Regions from separate parts of the Mus musculus genome. Here regions 2 and 3 are each linked to region 1. The links are chromatin contacts, called in public Hi-C maps. All regions are on one chromosome and are shown on one strand. The core of a region is the stretch at or near the end of the contact, and the rest is flanking DNA. Distances in the headings are between cores, read along the strand shown.

Region 1 (2,700 bases), core at 46-2,545:
CTCCCATTTCATTGGGCAAATCTGGTCACGTGATCATTGCCTGACAAAGATCCTGGGAGGATCATGTGGGCTGCCAAGCCCTTGAAGAAGACTTCATGAGGAAAAGTTAGAAATGAAGCCAACACAAGGATGTAGTAGCCCCGGAACCCATGCTGATACTGAGCAATCCCTACATAGGCAGAGACCTGGCTCACTTCCCAAACACTCTTCCAAAGGGAGAGTTTGGGAACTTATTTCGCAGATGAGAAGATGGGTTCAAAGCAGGATGTGGGCTTGTCCACACAGCTCTGACCCCTGGTTTTCTGTGACATCAGACAATAGCAAGCAACAAGGAGTCACATCCCAGCCATCTGTCACCTGCATTTTGGTCCTTGAGAATAGGTGTGTCCAGCGTGTATGGGGGATGTTAGTACTGCCTCAGCTCCCTTATGGTGTCTGGAAATCTCCTACAGCAGGTGCCTCTGCCTGGCTCTTCTAGGAGAGAGGCAGGGATGAGTCCATCTTCGTGGACAGGGAGAAATGAGTGTGTGTGTGTGTGTGTGTGTGTGTGTGTGTGTGTGTGTGTGTGTGTGTGTGTGTGTGTGTGTGAGGGTTCCTGTCTGCTAAGCCCCAGTTTTCCTGATCACCTCTGAGCAACTGAGGTATTTTTGTATCATGGTCTGTAGGCTGACGTTATAGAGATGTTTTGATTATTGGGGTGTCCATGAAGTTGCATTTAGCCTATAAACTGGAAATGTAGTGACAACCTCAAGGGACTATGCTGGGATGCTAGAATAAGCAAGACTCAGAGAGTCTTTACCAGGGCAAGCATGTATGATCACTGCCTCAGCTACAGGGACTGGATACCTTGGTTTCCCAGTATGCAATGGTTTCTCTTGGTGGTAGGGTGGGGCCTTGTTTCCCCCACAACACACCGCAATACACCAACACCCCACTTTTGGCTTTTTTTTTTTCCTCTTCCTTTTTTTTGGATTGCTTCCAATAGAAACCAGAGAAAAGGCCTTGGGCAGATTCCCAGGAGGCCTCTCTGGTCCCTCCCTGGAATGGTTTGACTGCCTGGAGAGCTTCAAGAGTGAGAGTGGAGAGCTAATTCTGTCCCTTTGCTTGTCCAAGTGAAGGAGAGTGACAAGCGCCAACCCCCTGAGGGGCAAAACAGGCTGTGCCAACCCTGTAAAGAAGCCTTGGGTCCTGGGAAATGACCCAGTTGCCAGGCTGGAGGTTCCTCCCAAGCCCCAAAGAGAAGCAGATTGGGAGTGGGTGCCAAGCCCAGGGAGGCATCAGACCTCAGCCCTGTCTGGCTCAGGTCCAGGGGAGCAGGCTGTCTGGCTGGACCAGTGGTCAGGAATTCAGTCCTGTGGTCACCAGTAGTTCCCAGAGACCAAATTCTTTGAGAAACCAACTCTCCCAGGAATAAGCTGATGTCTTAAAAAAAACGAAACAGAAAGATCCAAGGTTGACTCCAGAGGTCACTATTAGGACCCTCCTAGCTGAGAACTCCATCCCATAGAAGGCAGTTTTCACCTTTATGGTGTTTCTATCTGATGGAAGACAAACAAACAAAAAGAACCCAGGCCACAAGGAACAGGAGCTGAGGTTCTCAAAGAACAGCTCTACTGGCTGGGAAAGGAGAGAGGAGGCTGTCGCCCAAGTACAGCCCCTCCCCCAGGAACGTCTTTCTGACGCTCAGTGGTATGGGACTGAACTAAGCCGAGAGGACTTCTCTACGCACACTCCTGGCTTCAGGCAAAGCCAAAGGCGACAAATATCCGCTGACGCAGAAGGAAGGGCTGGAACTGCTCCCGGACAAGTCTCCTAAGTTCCCAAACATTCCTTAGGGCTTGGAGTGCAGCTCAGTTTGTGGAGTGCTTGCCTAGCTCTGGGTTTGATTCCCCAATACCACAAAAACCAAGCGTGGTATATGCTTTTATTTCTAGCACTTGAGAGATGGGGGCAGGAGAATCAAAAGTTCAAGGCTTTCTTCAGCTATATAAGGAGCTGGAAGCCAGTCCAGGAGTTGATTTGAGACCCTGTATCAAACCACAAACAAACAAAAAACATTGATTAGGGGCCAGAGAGATGACACAGCAGACAAGGGCACTTACTGTCTGCCTAGACAACCTGAGTTATATCCCTGAGGTCCGCCCTTACCCTTGGATGATTCTCTGTCCTCCATATGTACCCTCCCCCTCCCCAGAACACACAATAGATAGATTGGTGTACAATAGTTTAAAACATACCTGGGTCCACATGTGTCTACATGGGAGGGCTGTTCAGAGTGGGATTAAGATAGCTCTTCACATCCCCGGAGCCACTGTGCTTATCTGTTCAAAGCTCCCACTCCCCAGCTCTTGAGCCCACCCTGAAGCCAGAAAGCTCCATAGGAAGTGGGAGGCCCTGGGATCTGGGGGAAGGGGAAGCTGACTTACACCTCCCTTTCTCATTGCTGTAATAAAACACTGGCAAAGGCAACTTAAGGAAGAAAGAGTTTACTTTGGCTCCCAGTTCAAGGGAAAGTCCATCAAGGTAGGGAAGCGGGAGCCTGAAACAGCTAATCATGTTATGTCTACAATCGGAGCGATGGACGCATGCGTAGTAGGACTCAGCTCACCGTCGATTTCATACAGGCCAGGATCTCCTATCTAGGGAGTTGTCCTGGCCACAATTAAGATTCTCTTCCCATATTGAACCATTTCCCACAGG
Region 2 (2,926 bases), core at 211-2,710, 140 kb after region 1:
TCCTGCAAACTAAGAGGAAATAAATGAGTGCACACACGTACACACAGAACAAAGCATAAATCTCTATTAAAGAACAAACAGTTCGGCCTGTGCTGTAATCTCAGCACTCAGGAAACTGAAGTAGAAAGAGAACCCAGGCTATACAGAAAGACTCTGTCTCAAAACAAACAAAAATTCACAAAATACAGAAGAGAAAGCCAGACAGGACAAAGGCTTAGTTAGAGCTGCCCCTACCTTTGCACAATTCAAGGCTTATTTTTAAGAACACAAAACTCAAGCATTTTCCCTTTCCTCATAATTTCATTGGCACAAAATTAAGACATGAAACAATGAGCATAAATCTTTAAGGGAGACATGGCACAACCAAGGCAGATATCCCAAGGGATCATTAGGATGAGAAGAATGGGCCAATAGACACCGCGCCCCACTTTAGGCCTGTGACTCAAAACTCCCAAGCTTTATGGAATGTTGCAGTCTTGTTCTGCTTGAGGCATCTTTTTTCTTGTTCTCCTCCTCCTCCTCCTCCTCCTCCTCCTGCTCCTCCTCCTCCTCCTCCTGTTCCTCCTCCTGCTCCTCTTCCTCCTCCTCCTCCTCCTGCTCCTCCTCCTGCTCCTCCTCCTCTTCCTCCTTCTTCTTTTCTCCTTCTCCTCCCCCTCCTCCTCCTCCTTCTTCATCATCATTATCATCATCATTTGTGTAGGCTGTTGGGGACTATATACATATGGCTGGGTAAACTCACCTGTGTATATACATTATTCAGTAAGGCCAGAGATCCACATTGGATATCTGCCTCAATTACTCTATATCTTATTATTTGAAACAGGGTCTTGTTGGACCTGGGACTGTGTCAGTTAGCTTAGCTGGCCAGAAAGGCTCAGGATCTGCCCATCTGTGCCCACAGCGCTGGTGTTATAAGCACTTGCCACTGCACTTGGCTTTCCATATGGGAACTGGGCTCCAAACCCAAGAACTTCAGCTTATGGATAAAGCCTGCCCTGAAGTATGTGCACAGTGCTTAATTTAGATCACCTGCCTGTTTGCATCAGTCATTACTATTGTAAAAAGTACTGATGAGTTCAGTTAAAAATTAGTCATCTGGTCATCAAAAGCATAACAAAATTCAACAAGTTAGATTTCATTGAAATGGAAAAATTTTGTTCTTTCAATGATACCATCAAAAAAATAAAAAGACAACCCATAGCATTAGAGAACAAAACCTGCAAAAAGCTGTACAAACAGCTTCGACGCCTACCAACATACGGGCAAGGACATAGCCCAGAGCATTTCTCAGGCCTACACAGACCGAATGCACATCAAAAAAGCAGAGTCACAAGGCATAATGTGGCTGAACCCAAAACATTACACTCAGTAACTCAGTAATAGGTGCCAGACACCGGCGGTCACGGAGGTGATCCTAACTGCAAGGGCTACCCAGCTAGCAAAGCCCACAGGGACAGGAAGTGAAGTGGGTCAGTGGTTGCTGAGGTCTGGGAGTAAGGAGATGAGGAACAAGTGCCAGTGGAGGTTCTTTCAGGGAAAACAAAATGTTTTGGTGAAGCTGGTAAAGTGATAAATATAGTAAATACCACTAACTGTTCAGTTTGAAATGGTTTTCTGTTATGTGAATCTGACCCTCAATGAAATAAAAATAAAAAGCCCTATTTTTTTTCTTCTCCGTTATTAATTCTTCCAAGAATGCACACCAACCCTGTGAGGCATACATTAAAAACTAGTTCCAACTCCTAGCAACCACCCACCCATGGGGTCCAGGTACTGTCCCACTGCGCCAGAGTTCCCAAGAGCTCCTCTCCCTCCCTGTTCCAGCCTAAACCTCTAAGCTTGAGTTCTCCATCAGGACACTCCCCTTAAAAAGAGCTCAGTGGCTGCTGGAACTCAGAGAAAACAAGGAGCTTGTGGGACTTGGAACTAGACAGAACTGGTTTCTCGGGCACTAACCTTTAAGCAGGTCACATTGGTCAGTGCCATAGGAACAACCCCAAAACAAACATCCCCAGCCCAATGTCAAGATAAACACTGCAGGAATTCAACATCCAGGAAAAGGCTGGTCAGTGTTGCTTAATGCTAGGCTCCATGCTTGCAGGTGGGGGTGGGGGAGCGGAAAAGGAAGGGTGGAAGGGGGATCCTTAAAGAAAAAAAGAGTTGAGACACTGGAGAGATCAAGCTACAAATGAGGATGTGGACAAGTCTCTCAAGGTAGACCCTGAGCCTGAGAGATGGTAAAGAAAGAAGGGATCGGCTGCCACCTGTCTCTTCGGAAACTGCCTAAAATATAAAACCAGTGAATAGTTAGAATATTCTGCTTTGCATCAACAGTCATGTCCAGAATTACCCGGAGAACGTGTAGGTGGCAGCAATGTAAATGAAATTTTCATAGTACAACTGTCGGTTATTCTGGAAGTCATTCATGTTGCAGTTAATCTCCGATGAGCCTGCGCCCTTAACGGTCAGTGTGATGAAGGGTGGGAGGGTGGGCTCATCCCAGGCATAATCCAGTGACATCATGGGCTTCACTTCAGTCCGAAGCCTGGGTTCAGCTACACCATGCTGAGTGAAGACAACAGGAACCTAGAGGGCAGAGGGCTTCATTCAGGGCAGTGTCCACTGTGGCACTCACACACTCAAACACAGACTAAAATAAGAAACAGAACCTTTATGATTTCCACTTAACATTTAGGACTATAGAAATGCTCACTGTAATTGATCAACAGTAGTACACTCAACTGTTACTGGGCAATCTGATTCCTTCCTCTGCCTATATAGCGTGTCAACCAAATTCTTTGGGTGGCAGAAAGTTTACTTTAATCTGGATGAGGGAGGTCAACTATTAAAATAATTAACTGAAGTGGCTGGAGAGGTAGCTTAGTGGTTAAAAGTACTAGTTCTTGTAGAAGACCTGGGTCCGATT
Region 3 (2,807 bases), core at 2-2,501, 200 kb after region 1:
GAAGGAAAGCCAGAGACAGGCTAGTGACAGGTCATGGCGTCTGAAGGTTGAGCTTATGAAAAAGACCCTGGCTCTGGCTGTACATTTACTCACCTCCAAGCCTGTTTGGGAAAGGCTGACTTAGGGACGTGCCTAAGGCTACTTTCTCTAGTCTCGTTTCTGCTAAACCTGGCTCGCTGCCTCTACTTAAAGGGCATGGCAAGACACAGCTCCTTCTCACACACTGCACTTGTCACAGAAACACTCTACCCTTTGTAATGAACAAAAAATGTTGCCCTCCATAAAATTTTTCCAGCCCATTTTGAGCAGAGACTGTCAGAATTCAGTGTTAACTGGAAAGTAAGTGTGTCAGACTCTGCTTCTGGAAAATATTTCAAGCCTTTAAACTGTGAAGTGATTTATATTTGACATACAAAATCCCAACAGAAGAACAATTCTTCCTGAAGCAGTTCACTCCTCTCACTAACAAGGGCACTTCTGTTAGCAAGAGCGAGGTAAGAACTGATTGATTGGCTGCATGAAATTATATACCTTTAGTATATATGCAGAATAATACTTTGGGCCTCCTGTATATTAAAGCCATGATGAGGAGGGTCAAAGAACTGACTACTTAGGAAGACAAGATCAATAAGAATAAAGCAAATACCAAATTATCCCTCTGCAACAGGACCAGACACACAGAAGCCTTCCCTTCTGAGAAACATCGTCAAAGAGGCTGCCAAACACACCCATCATATCCCAAGGCTACACTCAGCCACTGACAGAGGCCAGAGGGTCTGAGAGTTAAGGGGACTCAGTTTTGATATCAAAGGCCAGGTCTAACTTGTGACTACTAGACTTTTAAGCTGTGTAACCTTCCAAGAGTCACTTGGACCTTCTCCAGGTGTCTATCTCTTCAAGTGTAAAATGGGAGAGAAATTGCCCGTGTTTGCAGATCTGGGAGAATTCAACTAGCAGTAGGTAAGGTGCCTGGTCAAGTCAGGGACCAGCAGAAAGCTACTAGCATTGCCACTGTTGGGTACACAAGGACTAAAATGTCTCTTTTGCTAGGCTTCCTAAAGGCATATGCGACACCAAGACCTCTTTCCTTCAAAGGCTAACTTCTTAGCAGCACACTGAAATGCCAGCCATATAAGTACAAGAATAGCTACAAGTCATAAGAATCTCACACAAGCTATGACAACAGTAACAGCAGCAGCTTCTGGAGGTGCCAAGTGACTTGTCAGAATGACTCAACTTTCACCCATGCCCAAGGATTGAGGCATAGGTTTTTGTTTGAATTTTAGTTCATTCCATAAAAGAGAGTCAATCTCAGAGCTCAGAAGGATGCATTGCTCTGAAGAGGAAGACTATCTTGGGGATAAGGTCTGTCTGATTCTAGACCTTCTTCTCTCCGCTCTCTGCCTCTCGGCCAGACAGGAATAAATAGCATTCAGGTCAAAACCACCCTTCTTTCATGCAGACCAAAAGGTTTTTTGGCTTGAGTTTTTTCCTTAAACTCACATAATTTCTTCCTTCCCCAAGCCACTTTACAAATTAAAGCTTACAAGGAGGTTGATTTTGAGGATCTGGCTTAATGCCAAACTCCTTTTTTTCTTTTTCTTTTTCCTTTTTTTTTTTTAAAGCAACAGAGACATCTTTTGGCGAATCCATAATAGTGCAAGTGAGCAGGGGTGTTAACAGGATGCTTGTGAGCCTGTGACTGCCCACCTTCATAGTTTCTCTTTGATGTTCTAAAGCCACAGGGACTTGGCCCACTGGCCATGAAAGAAACTATCACCATAAGGAATGGCAGAGTTGGGGAGCCAAATGTGGGGGTAATCCCAACACTGAGAAAGTGGAGTCAGGAAGGAAACCCCGGGCTATATAGTAAACTTGAAGCTACACTGGGCTACACAGTGAGACCTATCTGGAGGTGAGGGATACAGGGTGGAGGACAACACAGACAGACAAAGGAAGGCAGAGCTGGCATCGGCCTCCACTACCTGAAATGCAGTTCAATCTGAATGGAGCCCTGGGTGGCGCTGCTGCTCTTGGAGGGCTGAAAGATACAGTTGAACACATTGGTCATGCCATGGCTGGGCTTCTGCCCAGAATAGCGGGTGTCAAATGCCATCATAGAATGGGAAACCAAGTTAATGGACTTGGTCTGGTTGGAAAAACTCTCATAGAGCAGCTTACATTTCTTAAAGTCAAATCTGAAAGGGAAGAAAGCAAAGGAGACGTTAAACACAGTCATACCTTATGAAATGAAGTTCAGGTGTGGAACAAGATTGGCATCATCAGTGTACCAGAGTACCATTCAATCTGAGATCCTGAACTCACTGTTCACAGGGCACTCAAAATGCAGTCAGTGGCACTGGGCCTGAAACCTTTCCAATCGCAGAGAGGAGATTATATCCACAGGAATGCATGAGGAATAATAATATACCCAACCTATTATATCCTTAATGATTTACCACCCCATGTCCCATCCTAGGCTGACAAAGCCATATGTTAAATCATAATCCTCAATGGATATCCAGGGTCTCTTTGACCGTCATCTGTGAAATTATAGCTTGCCTGAGGCTTCTCCCTCCAGAGTCAGCAGGCACATCTGTATAAGATCACTACAGCTCACTGGAGGCAACATCCTACTTTGCACTCAGGAAGTAAGAAACTGACCCATCAACCGGAAGTGCATCCAAACCCACTGTCTTTTTTGGAAAAAGAGTAAGTTGCAAAGAGCGATTATGAGTTGCTCAGTACCATTATGAATCATTCCACATTGAAAAACTCAAGGAATAAATCAAGAGAGTAGCTGGCCC

The links. A called contact is a pair of places that touch in the nucleus more often than the background predicts.
Region 2: a contact with region 1 is called in a Hi-C map of bone marrow-derived macrophages, with 40 read pairs. The contact joins two enhancer-like sites. A contact is called at or near these places in 1 of 15 datasets of contacts at CTCF or cohesin (the NIH/3T3 cell line), 2 of 484 Hi-C or Micro-C datasets (bone marrow-derived macrophages and liver), 3 of 115 datasets of contacts at active chromatin or transcription factors (bone marrow-derived macrophages, embryonic stem cells and epiblast stem cells) and 3 of 9 other capture datasets (adipose tissue, embryonic stem cells and liver).
Region 3: a Hi-C map of bone marrow-derived macrophages shows a contact between it and region 1, with 27 read pairs. The contact joins two enhancer-like sites. A contact is called at or near these places in 2 of 484 Hi-C or Micro-C datasets (the AML12 cell line and bone marrow-derived macrophages), 5 of 115 datasets of contacts at active chromatin or transcription factors (bone marrow-derived macrophages, double positive thymocytes, epiblast stem cells and 2 more) and 2 of 9 other capture datasets (adipose tissue and liver).

What each region holds. Positions count from the first base shown.
Region 1 is chr4:144,928,841-144,931,540 of GRCm38.p6, forward strand. It overlaps a transcript of Vps13d not described here. Among named protein-coding and RNA genes, the nearest start is that of Gm42344, 27 kb to the right of the region's middle. Within about 2 kb of position 1,296, at least 157 of the 459 cell types and tissues checked have an H3K27ac peak or open chromatin away from gene starts, as enhancers often do. A contact at or near this core is called in adipose tissue and bone marrow-derived macrophages, where this site is marked.
Region 2 is chr4:145,072,486-145,075,411 of GRCm38.p6, forward strand. Vps13d (vacuolar protein sorting 13D) reads right to left here. Exons shown (of 70, transcript NM_001276465.1): 54 at 2,351-2,586; 55 at 1-9. Among named protein-coding and RNA genes, the nearest start is that of Gm36317, 110 kb to the left of the region's middle. Within about 2 kb of position 1,461, at least 19 of the 459 cell types and tissues checked have an H3K27ac peak or open chromatin away from gene starts, as enhancers often do. A contact at or near this core is called in bone marrow-derived macrophages, where this site is marked.
Region 3 is chr4:145,124,425-145,127,231 of GRCm38.p6, forward strand. Vps13d (vacuolar protein sorting 13D) reads right to left here. Exons shown (of 70, transcript NM_001276465.1): 30 at 1,986-2,198. Among named protein-coding and RNA genes, the nearest start is that of Vps13d, 69 kb to the right of the region's middle. Within about 2 kb of position 1,252, at least 39 of the 459 cell types and tissues checked have an H3K27ac peak or open chromatin away from gene starts, as enhancers often do. A contact at or near this core is called in adipose tissue and bone marrow-derived macrophages, where this site is marked.